Regions from separate parts of the Mus musculus genome. Here region 1 is linked to region 2. The links are chromatin contacts, called in public HiChIP or PLAC-seq maps. All regions are on one chromosome and are shown on one strand. Each heading gives the region's core, a stretch centred on a gene start, on an enhancer-like site or on the middle of the called end of the contact. The rest is flanking DNA. Distances are from core to core; before and after follow the strand shown.

Region 1 (3,413 bases), core at 669-3,168, 57 kb after region 2:
ATTCCCACAGTAGAGGAAGAGCCAACTCCTTAGTCATACTGGCAGGACTTAACTCTAGGGATCAGTCTTGTAGTCATGAGCTTTACCGAACATATGAATACTGGTTAAAATCCAATGCTTAGTAAACCCACTGGCTAATATCAGTGGAATAGAATCCATCGACACACAATTATAATCTTAATAAGGAAAGCCTTTACAGTAACTCCCAGGGCAATAGATCACATATATACATTGTTATGAGAAGTCTTTAGAAATTCCATAGCTTATATATCTACCACAAATTTGTATAGGATGCAGGCATTTCCTCTTTCTTTCTTTCTTTCTTTCTTTCTTTCTTTCTTTCTTTCTTTCTTTCTTTCTTTCTTTCTTTCTTTCTTTCCTTCCTTCCTCCCTCCCTCCCTCCCTCCCTCCCTCCCTCTCTCCCTCCCTCCCTCCCTCCCTCTCTCTCTCTCTCTCTCTCTCTCTCTTTATTTCTTTCTCTCTTTCTCCAAAATAGTGTTTTTCTGTAGCCTTGCCTGCCCTGGAATTTGCTCTGTAGACTAGGCTGGCCTCCAACTCAGAGATCTGCCTGCCTCTGGCTCCGGAGTGCTGGGATTAAAGGGGTGTGCCACCACCGTTTAGGATGGAGCATTTTTAAGCAACAATTTGCCTGTTGTCCGGATGGGTTCTCAGAGCTGAGAGGCAACTTCCTGCGCTGTTAAATGTTCACTCAGTATGTCTACCTGGTAATGGCATCTGTGATGAAGACTTGGAAGGTAGTAAAGTCAGCTCCTGGTCTGAGGAGAAGAGGCTCAAAGATTTGGGCGTAATATAAGGATCTGATGTTTTAGACAATTGATAGCTAGTACTTTTACATAATTAGTGTGAAGACAACTGCTCAGAGATGACCCCCACAAGCACCTGGTGTTGAATGTTGTTTAACAGAATAGAGGTGAAATTAAATAGCCCTCCTGCCCATCCCCCCACCCCATCTCCCATGTGCTTTTTACATATAGATAATCTCTGAACCCTTTGTTTTTCAAGTTTCGATTTTCTTCATCAAAAGACAACTGGCTGATGTTTATGGGAAGTGTGTGCGCATTGCTCCATGGAATGGCCCAGCCAGGCATGATTATTGTGTTTGGTATACTGACAGATATTTTTGTTGAATATGACATTGAAAGACAAGAACTCAGTATTCCAGAAAAAGTGTGTATGAATAACACCATTGTATGGATCAACAGCTCCTTCAACCAGAACATGACAAACGGAACAAGCTGTGGGTAAGCTACTTTTCTTTTTTGTTACACCTTAAATTATAATTCAAAACATCCAAAGACAATACCGACTGAGTTGGAAGTGGCATTTAGTACAGAAGAATAGAAAAACAAACTTACCCATATTGATAAAATTCTTTAACTTTGTAGCTATTTCCATCCTTCCAGGTTTCAAAGCATCAACAGACCTTGCTAATCAAATACCTACATCAACAATTGACTACTTGGCTCACTAAAAGTCCACACATGACAATATCCATACTTACGACCACTAAGAAGATAATTGAATTTCACTTGAGTCTCCTGGACAAAAGCTCCTTTCTGCTCACCACCCCTGCCTTTTTTTTTCTTTTTTCTTTTTACCCCTTGGCTTTGTTTTCTGTCCATGTGTTTCATGAGCATGCTATATTAGAGGAATATGAATCAATAGTTCTAGCGAATAGTTAGTTAAGTTTTCATCAAGAGGGCTGCACCTATGACAAAGAAGGTAGCCCTGAAGAACTAGGCAGAACATTATGGAAATCAGACAAGGTCGGTCACTGTGCCAGAGTTGTCTCTGTGACACGCCCAACAGCCCACTTTGTAATCACTGAGTCTGTAGTACATGTGGGCTGACTCACTGTTGTGGCTCTGACTTTGTACCTGCCTAATGCTGCTTTGGATACAGGACCAAGTTCATTGGTATGTATGAGTCCCTGTGCTCGGGTTCATGACTCAAAGGCAGAGCATATCCTGCCTAGAAAGACACTTGGATGGCTTTCTCAAATACATCTTTATTTTTCATATTAATTACTGAAATGTGGACAGGGTTGGTTTAAACTGGGTCTTTCTAAATCATTAAAATTTTTCCATAATATCATCTACTTTGAGGATTTTTCACTGCTTCAATCAAAAAAATTTGAATGTCAACTAAGTAACATGAATGTGTAGAAGCATCAGGGAAGGACACACTGTCCTATGAGTCACATCCTTATTTTGTAGAACTTTGGTTAGTCACTCAGACTGTCATTCACTCAATGGTCTTTTATAAAATATTAGTTACAAACTAGTGAGTGCTGGGTGATGAGAAAACATAAAATTCTATGTAATACACAAAGTTATCCTTTAAAATGAATAAGCAGAGACTGGAGAGATCCTTTAGTGGGTGCAGGGCTCACAAATGTAAGATCCCCGGCACCCACATAAAATGAAGAATGACAGAGCCTGCATCTGTGACTGAGCCTGCATCTGTGACTCCAGAGCTAACGGAGAGGGCAAGAAGAGACAAGAAAGTTTCCAAAGCTTGGTGGCCAGTCAGCCTAGTCAATCCTTTCAATCCTTTAGCTAGAGGAGTAGTGAGAGACCTTGTCTCAAAAATTAAGGTGAAAATATACGTGCTCATCTCTTACATACATGCATATGTGTGTATCTATACATATATACATATATATGTATATATTTGCACGTACCACACATACACATTTTTAAAAGTAAATTTAAAAATTAGCAAGCCAGATTATTGGAAATAAATGTGCTGGCATTTGAATTTGTATGTTTCTCTAAGTTTACAAGGATATTTTCTTCTGAGAGACTCTGCATTTCCTATGACGAGACTGATTTCAATGAGCCCTTTAGAGCTCTTCATTTCTGTTGGAGGGCAGAAATGAACTACTTTTCTGAGTGTGATATCACCAGAGCCACTGGTAACACTGGGCCATTAAATCATGAAGATAAAAGTTAGAGAGGTCATACTGGGAGACATTTCCAGGGTCTTAGCCACCTGTAGACATTTGTTAGATGAATCGAAGAATGAATCTAGCTTTGGTGTTTCCATCACCTTGATAAGCAAAGAATCCCCTGTTGCTACTACCACTCATTGGCTCATTCTTCCTGGGCCTTATACCTGGAACTGAATAAACATTGCAAACTGAAGCTCTCAGAAGAACAATGGCCTCCGCTGAGTTCACAGGACACAAATATTTAAGTGAGCTTTTGGTAAAGTACAATAAGTAGATGAAGCATTCAAAATGGTCGTTTGTCTTCCTCATTTAAAGTATGAGTAAGCTGAAATGGATTAGGGCATACCTTTCTTAGATTATCCCTTTACCAGGAACTTGTTGACAAGGTAAATACTTTCATGATGTGTTATGGTAGCCACAGCTGTGCGTACTGTTATTT
Region 2 (3,609 bases), core at 832-3,331:
GAAATATCTTCTGATTTTTCTTATGGAGTGCAAGTGTTCTTAATAATGAACACCCTGGAACATGTGAGCTTCTTAATTTAGAAACAGCATATATGGTTTAATACTCAGAACTTATTCTTTATATTTTGCCTTTTTACTGAAGTAAAACAAAACAAAACAAAACAAAGCAAAGCAAAACAAAACAAAACAAAACACCTTTATGTGGCCTTTCAGTGATGTCTGGTATACTTTGCTCTAAGGAAATGGGACCTGAGAGTCTGGTGATACAAATGAGGTCATATGGGTAAGGAGATGCACTCGCTTGAAGAGGAAGATTAAAGTTGGACACCTGAAAAAAAAATCTAAGATGGATTAAAAGATGGAGCCAAGGACCCCAACACAAAATATGTTTGCAGGAAACAGCAATTGTTCTGTTGTGAATCTGGTGAAAAGCATATTAGCCGTGGTGATGACATAGCCAAGGTGAGATGGTACTCGGCATCCTGGAATGGTGAGTTCCCTCCCAGAACAGGAAGAAGAGACGTTTCCTTAGTTACATTTCACCAGAGTCCCTGCGGAAGGGCACAGCTCCACGCCCAGTGGGTGGTGGGAGAAGTTCTCAACTGTGCTTCCTCTGCAGCTCCAGCAGGGGCTGTCCTGCCTCACCAGAGGGACAAACACGTCTAAGGAGAACACTCTTAAATTAAAGCAATTTACCAGAGCATCTTTGCGAATGAATATTAATCTCCTAAAGTCCTTTTGGGTTTATTGTTTTGTCTGTGTGCCTTCTGACGGTAATGGCACATTAGGAGTCACTCTTAAATCTATGACCACAAAATACTAACTGCTAGCTGGAAGGGATTTCATGCAGAATGCTATTATAACGTATGGTCCCAAAGGAAGTTTAGAATTGAGTATATGTGTGTATCACTCCAGTGAGCATACTCAAATCTCTCACTGTCTTTTAACCACAGTTAGCTTTGCTCCAGAGGAAAATGTTAGTGTTTTTAAATTATATCCCTTGAGAATATGACATTTGTCACAAGGGTCTTGTCTCTTGCAATGTATGAAGTAACAAGTTTTCCTTGTATAAAGGTTTAGTCTAAAACTTGGACACCATTTTCAAATGTGAAAATATCCAGCACAAAAAATGAAAGAACTTTCCATTCTTACATCATGCCTCATCTAGCCAAGGGTATTTCAGAGCATTTAATATGTGCCAGGTGACACTAAGATATATAAAACCCGGACCCTAGCTTTGGGCCAAGAGTGTCACAAGGCTTTACAGAATTATTGCCCCCACCAGCTGAAACCCTAGTGTGTGCATGAGCATCTGAAATATCAAGTCACTTTATCATAAAATGTGGATTTTTTTTTCTTTCTGACAGCTCAGAACCCTGGGCCAGCATGCTCCTTAGAAATACTTTTCTTCATCCCCAACATTGTTTTTCTTTTCTAGTTTAGTGTTCATCTACATGTGTTTACAGAAACTGATAATACTGGGAAAGTAGGTGGAGAAACAGATTAGTCCGCACTTGGTGGTTATGGGTCCACCCCCAGGCACTCTTTAACATGTCCACAACTCTTGGAAAGCTGAGGTCACCAATTTCTCATTAGTCTTCAAAGCCACAGAAGATGCCAAATAGGAATTGAGTGATGAGGGAGGGAGGGAGGGAGAGAGACAGAGAGGTATTTGGTTGTGACTGCAGGATGCTACAGGATAGTCACAGAGCCCTGTCCTAGGAGAGTTTCAGTCAAGTTCCTGGGCCGCCCAGATCATTTCTGTATGAGATGGACTTTGCTCCCATCCTTCTCAAACTGTTAAAGAAGCACAGTTGACCTCAGCTGAAAGACAACTTGGTTTGTTCTATAGGAACACGGAAAATCAAGGACATGAGTGAAGGGACAAACGATCGGACAGTCATCGGTTACCTCGCTGAAGATGACTCGCAGTGCAGAAGCTGAGGGCGACTTGCTCCGCTGCTGCAGATTGTCACCTTCCTGCTGTGGTCCAGGGGAAGGAAGTGCAGCTCCGTCAAGCTGATCCTCTCAAGGTGCCTGCGGTCTGCGGAGCTCTGAGACCTGCATGTGTGAAGACTTCCACTTCTCTCAGTGAGTCACACCTATTGCAACACCAAGTGGTGACTAAGTCTCTCCTCCGTGGATGGAGGGCGGGGAGATTGTAGGTCACAGGTTTCCAAAGGAATCGTCAGTGCTTTTTATAAATTAAGTGTGGCTAGCTAGAGAAAACTACTCATGCTATCTTGACCAAAGGAGGAGGCTGAAATCAAGTAACTAAGAAGCTTTTTTAAAAAAAAATTATTTTGTATCTTTTGTAAATCTCCTGGTGCAAGGAACTGATCATTTCACTGAAAAACAAACAAACAAACAAACAAACAAACAAACAATTTTTATGAGCAAGAAGATCAACATAATAAATGACCAAATATGGTTTGGGAATGATTTGTGGTTTCTTTTCCTAATTTGTGTTTTAAGGTATGACAAAACATCTAGAAAATGTCTCTGGAAGTGAAAACGAGAAAGGACTGCCCCCTCACCTCCAGCTGGCCTTTTCCAGAGCTGCTTCCAGCAGACCTGGCATTGCTTGGTGCCAGCTGAAGCTGTAAGGGGTGGGGGATGAGATGCCACCCACCTTCCCTGCAGCTTGCCAACTCCCCCCCCCCCCCAGCCTCTCCTACTCATGATAGTACAGGCAAGCCAACAGTGCACTGAAGTTTTACTTCTAATTTCAAGCTGTATTCTTCTGCTTCCACCTCTGCTCTGTTCCTTCTTGAAGAGTAGTTACTATTTCCTCCTCAGAGCAAGCAAATGAAAGAGCCCATCCCTCTACCGGAGTCTAGACAGGGCTACTGCTTTTTAAATTAGGTAGGTGTGGTTCCTAGTTCCTCCACAACGACAAAAGACTAGTTTATCCAGAAAAATATTTGGGGTACCTGATATATGCAAAATATACTTTCCCCCTTTAATAACGCTCAATACAGAGTACAGGCACAAACTTGTGGCCTCAGAGAAAAACCTCATGGATTGAAATCCATATGAAGACAGCTATGGTAATTAATCCTCCTTATAAGCAGGCTATTATTTCTGAGAGGTGGAGAGAGCCTCAGGCACCTGGGTGGTCCTGGAGGACTGAAGGGAAAGGCCAAAGAAAAGGTTACACCTTTTGCAAGCTCTACTCAATAATCTCACTCAGTGCCGCTCTGTTTTTAAAAATTCCCCAAATGGACTTAAAAAAAATGAAATGTCGAGCCTGATTTGCATGCTATGGTTGGGAATTCTTGCCCTCTACTTGGCGTGGTCTCTCAGTACTGTTGATAAAACTGAAAGGTTCAGTGTCTAGGCATGTGGGGTAGAGGTGGGGGTGGGGTTAAAACAACCCCTTCCTCAGCTTGTCAGCTGGGTATTGACAAAGGTGTTCACGAATGGAATCATTTGTTAGCAGCCCTGTCTCCAGGCTGAAATCGCAGCCATGTTCAAAGTTACATACTGAGTTCTGCTTCGTTTTGCTCTGTCCCTTTAGGATGTCAGCTGTGAGGGCCAGTGAGACGGTAATCATTCACCATCAGAGGGTAAAAGATGCCGCCTCGAAAACGTGACAGACCAACTTCA

The links. HiChIP or PLAC-seq counts read pairs in DNA pulled down with a chosen protein or histone mark.
Region 1: a contact with region 2 is called in a BATF HiChIP or PLAC-seq map of CD8 T cells, with 6 read pairs. The contact joins the enhancer-like site here to the promoter of Dhrs9 in region 2. A contact is called at or near these places in 4 of 39 promoter capture datasets (the 3T3-L1 cell line, 3T3-L1-derived adipocytes, the SN4741 cell line and 1 more), 3 of 484 Hi-C or Micro-C datasets (muscle stem cells, nephron progenitors and reprogramming fibroblasts), 2 of 115 datasets of contacts at active chromatin or transcription factors (CD8 T cells and fibro-adipogenic progenitors) and 2 of 9 other capture datasets (adipose tissue and liver).

Annotation. Positions count from the first base shown.
Region 1 is chr2:69,321,681-69,325,093 of GRCm38.p6, reverse strand. Abcb11 (ATP-binding cassette, sub-family B (MDR/TAP), member 11) reads left to right here. Exons shown (of 28, transcript NM_021022.3): 5 at 1,024-1,262. Among named protein-coding and RNA genes, the nearest start is that of Abcb11, 19 kb to the left of the region's middle. Within about 2 kb of position 1,918, at least 26 of the 459 cell types and tissues checked have an H3K27ac peak or open chromatin away from gene starts, as enhancers often do. A contact at or near this core is called in CD8 T cells, where this site is marked.
Region 2 is chr2:69,378,934-69,382,542 of GRCm38.p6, reverse strand. It overlaps Dhrs9 (dehydrogenase/reductase (SDR family) member 9), which reads right to left and starts at 2,081. Exons shown (of 5, transcript NM_175512.2): 1 at 1,912-2,081. It overlaps Gm36393 (a long non-coding RNA gene), which reads left to right. Exons shown (of 6, transcript XR_003953850.1): 5 at 240-2,091; 6 at 3,521-3,609.